Regions from separate parts of the Mus musculus genome. Here regions 1 and 2 are each linked to region 3. The links are chromatin contacts, called in public HiCAR-type and Micro-C maps. All regions are on one chromosome and are shown on one strand. Each heading gives the region's core, a stretch centred on a gene start, on an enhancer-like site or on the middle of the called end of the contact. The rest is flanking DNA. Distances are from core to core; before and after follow the strand shown.

Region 1 (3,901 bases), core at 445-2,944, 190 kb before region 3:
ATTAGAGTCTAGACAAATATGTGAACTTATTGGGACAGCAAGCAAAAGATGACCTTTAAAACAGGACTGATGGTGTGAGGCTTCATTCCACCACTTCATTCTCTACTCATTGGGGTAGTGTAGACAGCTAATAGTTAAGGGGGAGTGCTATTTACTGTAATCTTCCCGTAACCACACTGAAAGGTGTGGTCTTTGTAAGTTACCTATGCTCTGGTAAATGACCCCACATACACATTCATGCATGCGATCCTAAATAGTCACAGTAGACAACAACCCCAGAGGGGGACTTGGTGGGAGGAAAAGTAATTTTGATGGAAAACAGAGGGGGATAAGAGAGAGTGGAAGTGACCAAAGTTCATTATGTGTGTATGAGGTCAAAACATGACTGTCGACAAAGAAAACTTAAAACAGAGATGGGGCACTCACATGAGTCTTCAACATGTCAAGAAAAAAAATACTTGGAGGTCAAGCTGAACAATTCACAACCAAGTTCTTTCTACACCTCTGCATGTCTCTGTTCCCACAGCCTGCAGCCCAGCTAGGCAGGACGGACTGAGCTAAAAAGCTGCCCTGCAGGTCAGCCACTTGATCTGGGTATCCCTTCTTGAAGCTAGTTCTTTGGTCTGTTCTGATTTACTCCCATGCTGCTCTTAGCTGATAAGCCTTCACAGGGGAGGAGCAGCCTGCCCCTGGAGTGACTTCTGACTGTATCACTCTAAACCATTTAGGTGACACTGAGCGGTTTTAACATCTCAAAATCCAAAGGGATTCATTCTACTATCTTCCAGTCTTCTGTTTTGAATGTTGTAGAATGTATAAACTGAGGTGGTTCTGACCCAAATCAAGAAACGCTAAAATAGAAAAAAACCTTTTCACTCTGTGTTTTATTAGCATGTGGGTATCTTAGGATCTTAATCATATTCTGTCTCTCTGCCAAAAAAACAAAAAACAAAAAAACCATGCAGGCCATGTCATCTTCCAAGGTAGATGGTACAACAAGGGGAGGAACCAAATTTAAATGAAGCCACTGGGGCATGACTGGTGTGAGAAGCAGCTTGGCTGGCAGATCTCCACTGACTCATCTAATATTGAAAGGTCGTGAGCTTCACAGTGGGGTACAGATTCCCAGGAAGCTTCGGACACTGAGCAACAAGCAACCAATCAGAGCAGACTAGTAGGATAGGAGAGCAGGAGCTCTCTTGCCAGACAAAGCAGAGAGGGCAATGAGGAACTCAAAGGCTCTAAGAGACTTTGGAGAATATTTTAGGCCAACAGCAGCTTTAGGACAGAAACACAGGAACCCTGAGAGCAGGCAGACCTTGCTTAATTCACTCAGTGTTCAATTATGTGTGCTATGAGCCACCTAAGACCCATTAAAATTCTGAGAATCAGAAGGGAACAAAACCAGTAACAAAGGCATACTAAGGCTAATCTGTGCTTCATTCCTTCCCTACCTTACTCTAACTTTCAAAGTTACTGCAATGTCCTTGATGTGTTTACCCCATTCTCAAGGCTCATCTCCCCAGCTCCCTCCACAACCCCATGCTCATAATTCAACATGCTAGCAAATGGCTAGGATGTGAAGCATCAGCTCTCAGGGTTAGTGATGAGACATTTGACTTGTATGGGGAGAGGAGGGATGGCGGTCCTCTGACCTCACGGTGTGTGGTAAGGAGGCTTAGCAGCCTTTCTGACTTCACAATACACAGAAGACTTTGCACTGCCAGTTGGGAGCAGCAGCCATGCTGTGTGGGGACTGCAGGACATAAATATCTCTGGCATCCCAAACATGCTGTAGGCCTTCTTCCTCCATCTTAAAGTATTGAAGATATCTATCTCATCCCCAGTATCTGCTGTTACAATGGATTGCATCAACTGGTTCTGGGAACACTGTGATCAGGCAAAAATAATTAAGACTTGTAAGGAGGTGGGGTTCACTGTGACCCGTACACTTTGGGCATGAGAGTGTGCCAAAGGCATCACGTGGAGAGCTGCCTGTCAGGGCCTGCTGAGATTTTTATCCATGTCTGCTATGATGTTACACTCTCCTGTTAGTCACCACAAGACTATTTTTTCAAATACCCTCAGCACACTACACCCTGACCATGAGACTTCTCTGCATGGCTTTGCAAATAAATGGGCTGCTTTTGTGCAAAGCAGGCCACCAAAAAATAGCTCCACACCTTCTCAAAGGTGTATTCAAGAAATCAGAATGTCTAGGGAATTGCTCCACATAGAGAAATTCAAGATTATATCTATTAACTAAAATAGTTGAAATTCCACTGAGATTAACAATATTTGAGATAAATGTCCTTAAACTCAACATGTGTCTTTATGACATTTTATTCAATTTCAGGAGTGAATTCTTTCTTTCTGAAAATGACTCAGCTTCCGTAGTTAGCTTCTAAATTATTACTTCATCAATATACAGAAAAATAGGGGATACTGCTTTTTGTAATAGCTACAGTTTACCACAGCATATTTGGAACATGCTCAGTCCAAAAGAATCCAAGAAGAATTTAGTTTAAGCCTTCTGCATAAATATAATCAGAGAGCTGCCCTTGGGTGGGGCTGAGACGTCTTAGTAACATATATACTACACAAGCTTGAAGACCTGAGTTGAATGTCCAGCATCCATTAAAAACATACAAACACACAAAACACTAGACTTGCTGGCATATCCCAGCACTGGGGAGGCAAAGTCAAATGGATCTCTGAGTCCTGCCCTGCAACCAACCTAGACTAATTGGCAAACTCTAGTGAGAGACTCTCTCTCTCTTTCTCTGTCTCTCTCTCTCTCTCTTTCTCTCTCTCTGTCACACACACACATACACATACAGAGAGAGAGAGAGAGAGGGAGAAAGAGAGAGAGAGAGAGCCCTTTTTGAATATGAGGCTGTGAGGCAGTCTATATAAAAAGCATCACCTGACTGTGCTATTACAGACTTGTATGTGTTAGCAAACTTGTTGTGTCTCTGGACAAAGGTTGGCCACAGAATTCCTATCTCAAAAGATTTGGGATGACCTGAGATGGAGCACCAGAACTCCACTGTGCCTGATGTCAGCTCTGACTGGAGAATTTCTCTAACAAAGCCTCAGCAGGAGCACAGACTGAGGTGTGGGACCAGTCACCATGGCTCCTCAGTCCTCAGGCAGGCAAGGTCGATGCTCAGCCTAACATTAGGCCTCCTCCACCTCTGCCTCTCCCTTCACATCCATCTTTCTGCAATATTTCACTGCAAACACAGCTCTTGTAGTGAAAGGGAATAAAGATTAAAAGTGAATCCATCTTCCCTGCTCCTGTCTCATTTATTTGCATTGTGTATGTAATTGGTCCTGACGAGCCCACTTCTATGAAGAGAGCTAAATGTGGCTTAAAGATGAAGTGAATGGCTTGAGACACCAGGCTGGAGTGATACCGCCAGAGTAGCTTTATTGAAAATGCTTATCAGAAAGAGTGTCAAAGACACTCAGCACTCATGTCCCAGCGGATCAAAGCCACTGCAATCAGAAAACTCTGGGGTGCATATTTTCGGGAGGAGGTTTAACCAGAGGAAGCTGAAAGGTTAGTCCAATAATACTTAAATGTTTGGAACATGTTTATATGTGAGTTCCCCCAAAACAAGACAACTCTCTCCTATGCTTTAAAAGGCATTTTTTTTATGGACAGCTTTGAAGTCTGAAGAAAGTGTCTTAGCTGTCATATACATCTAATGCCTGCTGGGTCCTGCAGGCCAGTCACACACACCTCTTATGTGAAGTTGCCTGAGGTTGGTTCTCTGGAGACAGAGGTATTTAAACCATCCACTCAAGACACATGCCGCAATAGAAAATAAGCAGTTACTTCATTTTGCATAAAGCTTTGAAACTCCAGACTGGGCTTAGGGATCGTTACCAGTCT
Region 2 (4,245 bases), core at 1,686-4,185, 190 kb after region 3:
CATTTACATTATTCCAATATTGACTGCTAATATTAACTTTCCAGTCAATCACATAGTAATACATCTATCATTTATCTGTCTGTCTATCTGTCTATCAAGTACTTATTTATTTATTTTATGGATATATGTTTGTGGGTCAATGAATGGCTGTAAAGGGTTATTGGGATGCCACGGGGTTCAAGTAGTTTCTAAGAGACCCAAGAGGTCAAAACTGGCAGGAATGCAGTCTTTGTGAGAGTAATGGTGGAGTGGCTGGTGCTTCAGAGGGTCAGGCTACAGAGTCAGACCTGAGCTTCTGAAGCAAGGCACTGCAATATGGAAGTTTCAGTGATAAAAGCATGACTGGGCCCAGGCAAAGGAAGAGATGATGGGTGGAGAGTAAGGCCAGATGAATGAACAAGAAGACAGATGGATGGATGGATGGATGGATGGATGGATGGATGGAAAAGTAGGAGAGTGGCTATGTGAGTGGGCTTCCTCAGTGAGGACCACCCTTTCATGCCATGTCAGCGGGGTTGTTGCTATAGCAATGTTGTGTGTCCTTCTCTTTATGGGGTCCAAATGAGTGTAAAACCTTTCTTCCGACTCTGTGCTGGAAGAGTCCGCACCGTGTGGTTTTTTTTTTTTTTTTTTTTTTTTTTTTTGGTGATTTGCACTGCCAACCACTCTAACTGTCATGCTCACAATAAACATCAGTTCCTTTCAACTCTGGGAAGGAAACAGTGCTGAAATTATTTTTCCCTATTCTTCTATAGTGTGGCTCCTCAATAAAGATGACATATATTGATTAGGAATGAATTGAAAGCACTGTCAACTAAAGTTAATCTCCCAGGAACCTGGCCGTTTGCAACAGCACTGAGGCCTTTCCTCATTTTCTTCCTGTTAGCATTCCTGGCAGACAAGCTTTGTTTTGTTCCAATGGCTTTGATGGGGAAATGACGATCTTCCCAACCAGAGCATATAAAACTATACACAGAGTTGAACCCAGTTCATGTTAGTGACCATCCCAGAATAATCCTCCTGAGACAGGAACAGAAAACCTTAAGGGGATTCAGTTATGATTACCTCCACTTGAAAACGTCAGATTGAAAATGCTGAGTTGGGAAAAACAAGACAAAACAAAAACAAGAACACAACAACAACAACAAAAAACCACACCACAGCACAAAACATCTATTTTCTTCACTGGAGAAATGAAAAGAGCTTCTTTACCCAAGCTTGTTTTTCTTTGTGGAGAAACTTCCCAGGTAATCTCCATGCCTGCTCAGCTGCATACTCGGCACCCAGTCCTTTAAACCTCAGGGGCACTGTTTGCCGATACACACACACACACACACACACACACACACACACACACACACAAAACATATCCAACTCCTCAATGACTTGCCCAAACAGCTGGTGTGCTGTTACGGTGTGGGCCTGCTAGTCCACAGTAGTAGCTCCCTTCCTGGTGGTGACTCAAGGACTCAAGATGTCAACACAGAAAATGTCACTTGCTTGAGCAACTTGCTCCCAGCAAAAGGACTGAATGGTGCATTGGGGAACAAAGGTGAATATGTTTCACACACTGTTAGTCATGGTGACCTAAAAGTGTCCTGCCACACCTTAAAGTCCATGAGAAAAGATTACTCAACACGAACGCTGAGACCTAATGCTAATTTTAAGAAGGGTGATGATTACTTCAGGATGATTAATATTACCGTGAAATTTGAAATGTCACCAACGGGTTCTGTGAATCCAAAAGATGTGAGGAGAAAGATCACCAACATGCATCATCATGGACACATTCATGAAAGTAAGGTTTTTTTATTTGTGTGCACATACTGCCTCCCCTGAAGTTGGGGTTCAAAAGGTTAACACCTGACGTGGTCAAAATACAGGTTCTTTTAATAGCTCAGGGGTAAGGGGTTTCAAAATGGGAGATTTGGCAGGCCAATAAGCAGGGCCTAACTGAGTATAACAAGCAGAGTATAACAACTTGGCTGTAACAACCTCTTGTGAAACAAAGACATTGTTGCAAGTTGGTTATAACAAGGTAATCATACCAAGGTAGTCAGAACAACAGGTGGTCATAATAACCATTTGCAACAAAGGCATGGTTGCCATTTCAGGGAACTGGCAGCACAAAACCATTTATAGTTAAGGTTACAGACCAATCCTTATGAAACAGATTAAGGCATAAACAGCAAGGCACCTAGCCTGTCTTTACTATACAATGGTTTACAAGCCCAAGATCAGAGGAGACCGAGTCATCAGCTCCTATGCTTGCATACTTAGTTCCTAGATGCTGGCATTGTTTGAGAGGGGGGTATAGCTGCAAGAAGTAAGTTTGAGAGGACAGCACCTGCTTCCAGCCACCTGTCTGCCTCCTGATCCACTCAGGTGTGACCAGCTCCTGCCCTGATGCATCTTCCCACCTGACTGCCTACATCTCCTCAGACCCTGAGCCAAACTCAGAACTTTCCCCTTAAGTTGCGTGTTGGGTATGTTGTATCACAGTAGTGAGAAAGGCATCTAATCCAGTTGGCTTTCTTTAGTCTCTGTTCTGTCATGGGACATTGGTATTTGGATTACTCATTGAAAGGGAGCAGTCATAGTCCTGGAGAGAGGCCAGCGGACTCACCAGGATGCTCTCCTTGACTCTGGCACTATTGGAAAGGCACGGGCAGGGTTAGGAGCTCAGAGAAGAGAAGAGTGGCAAGGGGCAAAGGTGACAGGCAGTTAACTACCGTGGATATTATGATAAACAACACAGACGCCATACCTGTGCTTTTTCCATATTAGCAGTAATGTGGAAAACACTCTGCACTGAGCTCTGAGCTCACAACTGCAAGGCTTTTCCACACTTAAGTGGATGAAGGCATGGAAGGGCCCTAACAGGAAGCAAACTCCTGGGAAAGCTATTAGCCTCAGCATTTGCAATTCATGGGACACTGCCTGCCTTAAGGGCCATCATTGATGGAGCCCTGTTTGGTTTAAAATGTAACTCTCACCCTGAGCAGGCTGAGCATTCAGATCTCAGCTGGGTTTCTCTTGAATTTATTAACTTACAAATGGAAATACACTTACTTAGTTGACTATCTCTCACTAACCTCTTAACTTGCTTTTCCCAGAAGTGGTGGCACTGTCCCCAGGCGCCTAACTCAGCCCCCTGACTTCTGTTCCCTTTGGCTCTGAAGTCTCTGGGTCTGTTTACCAAACCCTTCAGGTAAAGTTTCACTTTTCCAACAGGCTTTGAGTCGTTCCTCTCCCTTAACTCTCAGACATCAATCACACATGCCACCCATGTGCTCTGGAAGCCCATCTGCTCCCTCCTTCTATGGAGCTAAATGTACTAACGCGTCCAATGTGCCTTTAGAGTTGGTGTTTGTAAGCAGCTTGGAGATGTTTTTAACTTTGCTGGCAAAGTTTAAAATGATAGATCCAGCGTCAACAGGAGGAGATGATGGAATCTGTCATCGTTCCACCTCTCTTAACATAACTGATGTTATGTAAGAATTTTAGGAGATACATCTAAAGCATAAAACGGGCTAGGAGTCCAGAAAACTCATGAATAATATGAAATAGTATTGGTTTTCCTGGTGAAGTGTAGGCTCCTCTGGCATCATTATATTTGTTTGCACCTTTTCAATGCCTTCCAGATCAGCCGTCCTCAACCTGTGGGTCATGACTTCTGTGAGGTGTTGAATGACCTCTTCACAGAAGTCACCTGAGACCACTGGAAAACAAGTGTTTTCATTATGATTCATAACAGTAGCAAAATTGCAGTTATGAGGTAGCAACAAAATTAATTTTTTGATGGGTGTTAACCACAACATGAGGAACTTTATTAAAGGGTCGCAGCACTGAAGACCTTGAGAACCACTGGTCTAGATGAATTGTCTGACCCTCAGCGCTTATGTAAATTCCTTCCCTTAAATCTCAGACTTCCAAAGGATCCTAGTACATCCTTCTCTGTCTTATCCAATTTCCTTTCTGTTTTCACCGAATAGAGACAGACGTGTCACCCCTGGCATGGACATTTTATTAACAGTATATCAGGTATGTCCTTATCCTACTCTGATCCTCATATGTTCCATAAAGCTAAGATTAGACTAGACTAAAAATGGAACATAATGTGAAGAAATATTCCAGATAAACATTAATGCATAATAAACTATGAAAAAGTCTCCCCGATACAAAAGGATATAGGAAAACATCAAAACATCAAGCCGTAGTAGGTGTGGCTGTAGTTACAGGTTC
Region 3 (3,768 bases), core at 915-3,414:
TACGTAGCAGAGGATTGCTTTATCAGGCATCACTGGGAGGGGATGCCCTTGGTCCTGTACAGGCTCTATGACCCAGGGTAGGGACATGCTAGGGTGCTGAGGTAGGAGTGGGTAGGCAGGTGGGGGAGCACCCTCATAGAAGCAGGGGGAGGGGGAGGAGATAGAGGTTTAGTGAATGGGAAACTGGGAAGGAGATAACATTTGAAATGTCAATAAATAACCAATAAAAAAATAAAATAAATAAATTAACAAAAAAAAAAAGAAAAGAAAAAAGGAAACCTAAAAATCGATTTCAACTCCCAAGAGAATCCATTCTAGATATACCCATGTTATTCTCAGTCACCGAAGAGTTCAAAGGGACAGAAATGTATTTAAACACTGGATTGAAAGAGGTGGAATTAGGAAAGTCTGGCAGGAAGATGCAAACCTATTTTTCATTCTCTGGGGCGTGCTTCCAGTGTCCACCCTGAACCAGCGGGTCGCTGGGGTTTTGCCTCTGCTGGCTTCTGGATGAAATGCAATTCCACGGTCACAGTGGGGTTAAAATAACAGTTCAACAGAGACACTTCTCAGATAATAAAACAAACCATTAGCTTGAGAAAAGAATGTCAGTATGATGTACGGAGTCCCCAGAGGATCAATGCTCCGTAGATTATGAGAAATATAAAGAAGGTTCTGTGGTGGGGCGCGGGGCTCTCAGTGTCAGTCCGTGGCTGGATATCAGGGTCATTTTCCTATGAAGGTGGACATGTAGGCAGAGAGCCCTTGGTCGGGCCATCAGAGCTCAGAAGCCCCTGTGAACACAGGGATCCTGGAGGCCATGCTTTCCCTCTGTAATCATCTCTCTGTTCGGAAACCAATGGACAAGATTACAGTAAGTAGAAGAAAGCAAGGGAACCAGGCGACCTAAAACATTACACTTTGCCATCGTCTTTGTCTTTGCTTTTACTTTGATATCTACATTTCCAAAACATCCAGGTGCTCTGGCGCACTTAGCAACCGTATTAGCAGTGTGCTGCTGTGCAGGTCTTTCTGGCACTACAACCTGGAAAACTCTGAAAATAAAAATTTGCAGTATGTTTACATGATCTCCATGAAAATCCCCCAGTGCTAAGACAGCTTCAAAGCACACCCCTTTAGTGCTGGGAAACTGTTACCCCTCAGTCTCAAGTACCAGTCTCAGTGGCTTCCAAACGTTCTCTTGGACTGCGTGCCCCCCCCCACACACACACACTCCCCCTCCCCCACCCATCCACCCCCCCACCTCATGACTTCCCTGTGGAAAGGCTGTTCTTAAATGGTGGGGTTTTTTTTTCCTTTCTTTCCTAACAATAAAGTTAATTTGAGGATCTGATAGAAGCATACGTTAAGAGTCTTTGCTTAAGTTCCCATTTCTATCACCACAAATGATTTTTCTGCTTTTGTTCCGTCCTCTCTAACGGTAATCCCCTCTGCCTGGTTATTTGAGACAAGAGTAGATAAAGCCTTCCTTCATTTTCTTAAGTGCTCTTATTCAAGTACCCGCTCTTCAAATGTGCTGAGTAATGGCGTCTGAATGGAGGGTCCAGGAGGAGCAGAGGTGGCCCACGGGCCAGCGGCCTCTTATGCGGGTATCAGCCACGCACCACTGACCACTTGCGTTAGGTGAACCTGGACTCTGCCCCTGCAGACTCCCAGCATCCTGGGAGTCCACTCTGGAGACCAGGGTGTGGCCCCAAAATGGCTTTCTAGCTTCTGAGCTGGCTTGCTAGGATGGAGACTTACAGTGGACCTTCTAAAGGGTTCTCACCATAGAGAACTCGCTTAGTCATTTTAAGTAGGGACTCAAAAAAACCCAGTCCCTCCCTCTCTGACCCGATGAAAAACAGGACGATCCCACATTCCCAGAGATCTTGAAGCAGCTCTTTTCCAAAGATGCAGCCTCTGGCTGTGTTTCCTCCACTTGCAAAAAGCAGCCGGCTTGTGAATGCGTGGCTGGGGAGCCACTGCTCTTGGAATCTACTGGAATGATCCTGCAGATGCAGCGCTGGGGAATTTGGACGGTATTTCACGGTTGAGGAAGGGCTCCCTCCTTCTCTGAGTTCTCGCTCAGGGCTTTGAGTTGAAGACTGCAGCTTACACTGTCAAAACGCATGCTGATTTGATCCCTTTCTTAAAGGCTGGATCCTTAGAAAGCCGGCTCTGTTCCATGATAAAGGCCTATTCAGCGTGGGGTCTGACCCTGCACGCAGGCGTCCGCAGGGCCGCAGTGGAGCGCTTGCACCCCCTACAGGCCGACATGCGCAAATGCGGCCCCGACGCGGGCGCTCCTCCTCCCTCTGCCTTCCTAGAGAATTTTTTGGGAGTATTTGCAGATGCCTGGCAGTCCCTGAAACAGAGCAGGTAAGTCTTGGTTGTTGGCTCTCCCAACAAGGCAGGATCCTGGCCTCTACTACCCTACAGCTAAGCTGTGCCCGGCTTGTAACCGGAAATCAGGTTCTCACAGTCAAGAAAGACAAAAAGGAGAAGCTGTTTCAAAGAAATGTGTGGTCTGTGTGGATGCTTGTAACAGAAACTTGCCAGCCTCTGAGCCCAAAGCCAGACGTGATGCTACCACACCAATCTGTTAGTGTTGAGCAAGCCAGGCTAAAGCAGGTGTGTGTGTGTGTGTGTGTGTGTGTGTGTGTGTGTGTGTAAAACACAGCTAAGTGTCCTGTCCCAAGAGGGAAGGTTCAAGCCAGTCTCAAACAAAGAGACACAGGAAGATATTTAAAAGTAGAACCAACTGATTTTCCACGTTCTGTTGGGCTTTGAAGCACATAATTCTGTGCACCTTTGTCACCCTTTAATCTAAGCTGGACCTGTGCCCCAATCAGAGCAATGCAGTAAGGCGAGATGGGCCTCTTGTGACCGTGCAGGGCAGACATGGGTGTTTCACTCCACACGTTCACACTTTCCCCTGCCCTTCAGGCCATGGGTGAAAATTGGCCTTTCCCTTACCTCCCTACAGGATAGCACTGGCCAAGAGTGCTTCTAACTGTGGAGACCTGCATTTGCACTGTAGAGGGGAGGAGCTGCTGCCCCACAGCTTCCTGTCTGTAGCAGGTAGTACTTACCAGAGGCCAGAGTGTGGCCCCAGGAGCACAGCATCCCATGTTGTGAGCCATTCAACATGGATTCTGGGTACCGAAGGACTTGCTTGTACAATAGCAGTAGACATGTTTAACTACTGAGCCATCTCTCTGGCCCCGCCTATACAGATTCATAGATGTGTGATTATAAAAGAAGTTCATGTGTTCCAAGAATGACTTGTAATAAAATGTGGTGTTTGTTCACAGATTCTGGACAACAATGAGAGAGAGAGAGAGAGAGAGAGAGAGAGAGAGAGAGAGAGAGAGAGAGAACTAGTGAGAGAGAGAGAACTATATGCAGAGGCCCCGACCAATTTGTACAGAAATTCGTGCAATTAAAGGTCTATAAAAAACAATGTATAAAACCCAATATAAAGCAAAAATATATTTTCCACAAACAAATTATGCCCCTAAAGAATGACGGCATTCAAAATGCAAAGAGCAGCTAAATAAAGTGTTTTATGGAAGCTGCAGGAGGTTTAATCATGCTCCTTAGTAGGCAGGGAACCCTATTTTTCATAGTTGTAAAAGTGACTTTCTATTTTAAACTCAGAGAAGTTCTTTAAAAAAAAAAGAAAGAAAGAAAGAAAGGAAGAAGGAAAGAAAAGAAGGAAGAAAAAAAATCCCCCAGGTTCTTGGACCTGCTGAAAGTCTGCAA

What was found. A called contact is a pair of places that touch in the nucleus more often than the background predicts. HiCAR-type assays count read pairs that join an accessible place to other places.
Region 1: a contact with region 3 is called in a Micro-C map of embryonic fibroblasts, with 5 times the contacts expected there. The contact joins two enhancer-like sites. A contact is called at or near these places in 6 of 484 Hi-C or Micro-C datasets (Sertoli cells, embryonic fibroblasts, nephron progenitors and 1 more).
Region 2: a contact with region 3 is called in a HiCAR-type map of kidney, with 2.6 times the contacts expected there. The contact joins two enhancer-like sites. A contact is called at or near these places in 4 of 484 Hi-C or Micro-C datasets (the NIH/3T3 cell line, the STO cell line, embryonic fibroblasts and 1 more) and 1 of 115 datasets of contacts at active chromatin or transcription factors (kidney).

The regions. Positions count from the first base shown.
Region 1 is chr13:71,647,269-71,651,169 of GRCm38.p6, reverse strand. No RefSeq gene overlaps it. Among named protein-coding and RNA genes, the nearest start is that of Gm40999, 140 kb to the left of the region's middle. Within about 2 kb of position 1,694, at least 21 of the 459 cell types and tissues checked have an H3K27ac peak or open chromatin away from gene starts, as enhancers often do. A contact at or near this core is called in embryonic fibroblasts, where this site is marked.
Region 2 is chr13:71,270,996-71,275,240 of GRCm38.p6, reverse strand. No RefSeq gene overlaps it. Among named protein-coding and RNA genes, the nearest start is that of Gm40998, 120 kb to the left of the region's middle. Within about 2 kb of position 2,935, at least 25 of the 459 cell types and tissues checked have an H3K27ac peak or open chromatin away from gene starts, as enhancers often do. A contact at or near this core is called in the STO cell line and kidney, where this site is marked.
Region 3 is chr13:71,457,082-71,460,849 of GRCm38.p6, reverse strand. No RefSeq gene overlaps it. Among named protein-coding and RNA genes, the nearest start is that of 1700112M02Rik, 29 kb to the left of the region's middle. Within about 2 kb of position 2,164, at least 50 of the 459 cell types and tissues checked have an H3K27ac peak or open chromatin away from gene starts, as enhancers often do. A contact at or near this core is called in the STO cell line, embryonic fibroblasts and kidney, where this site is marked.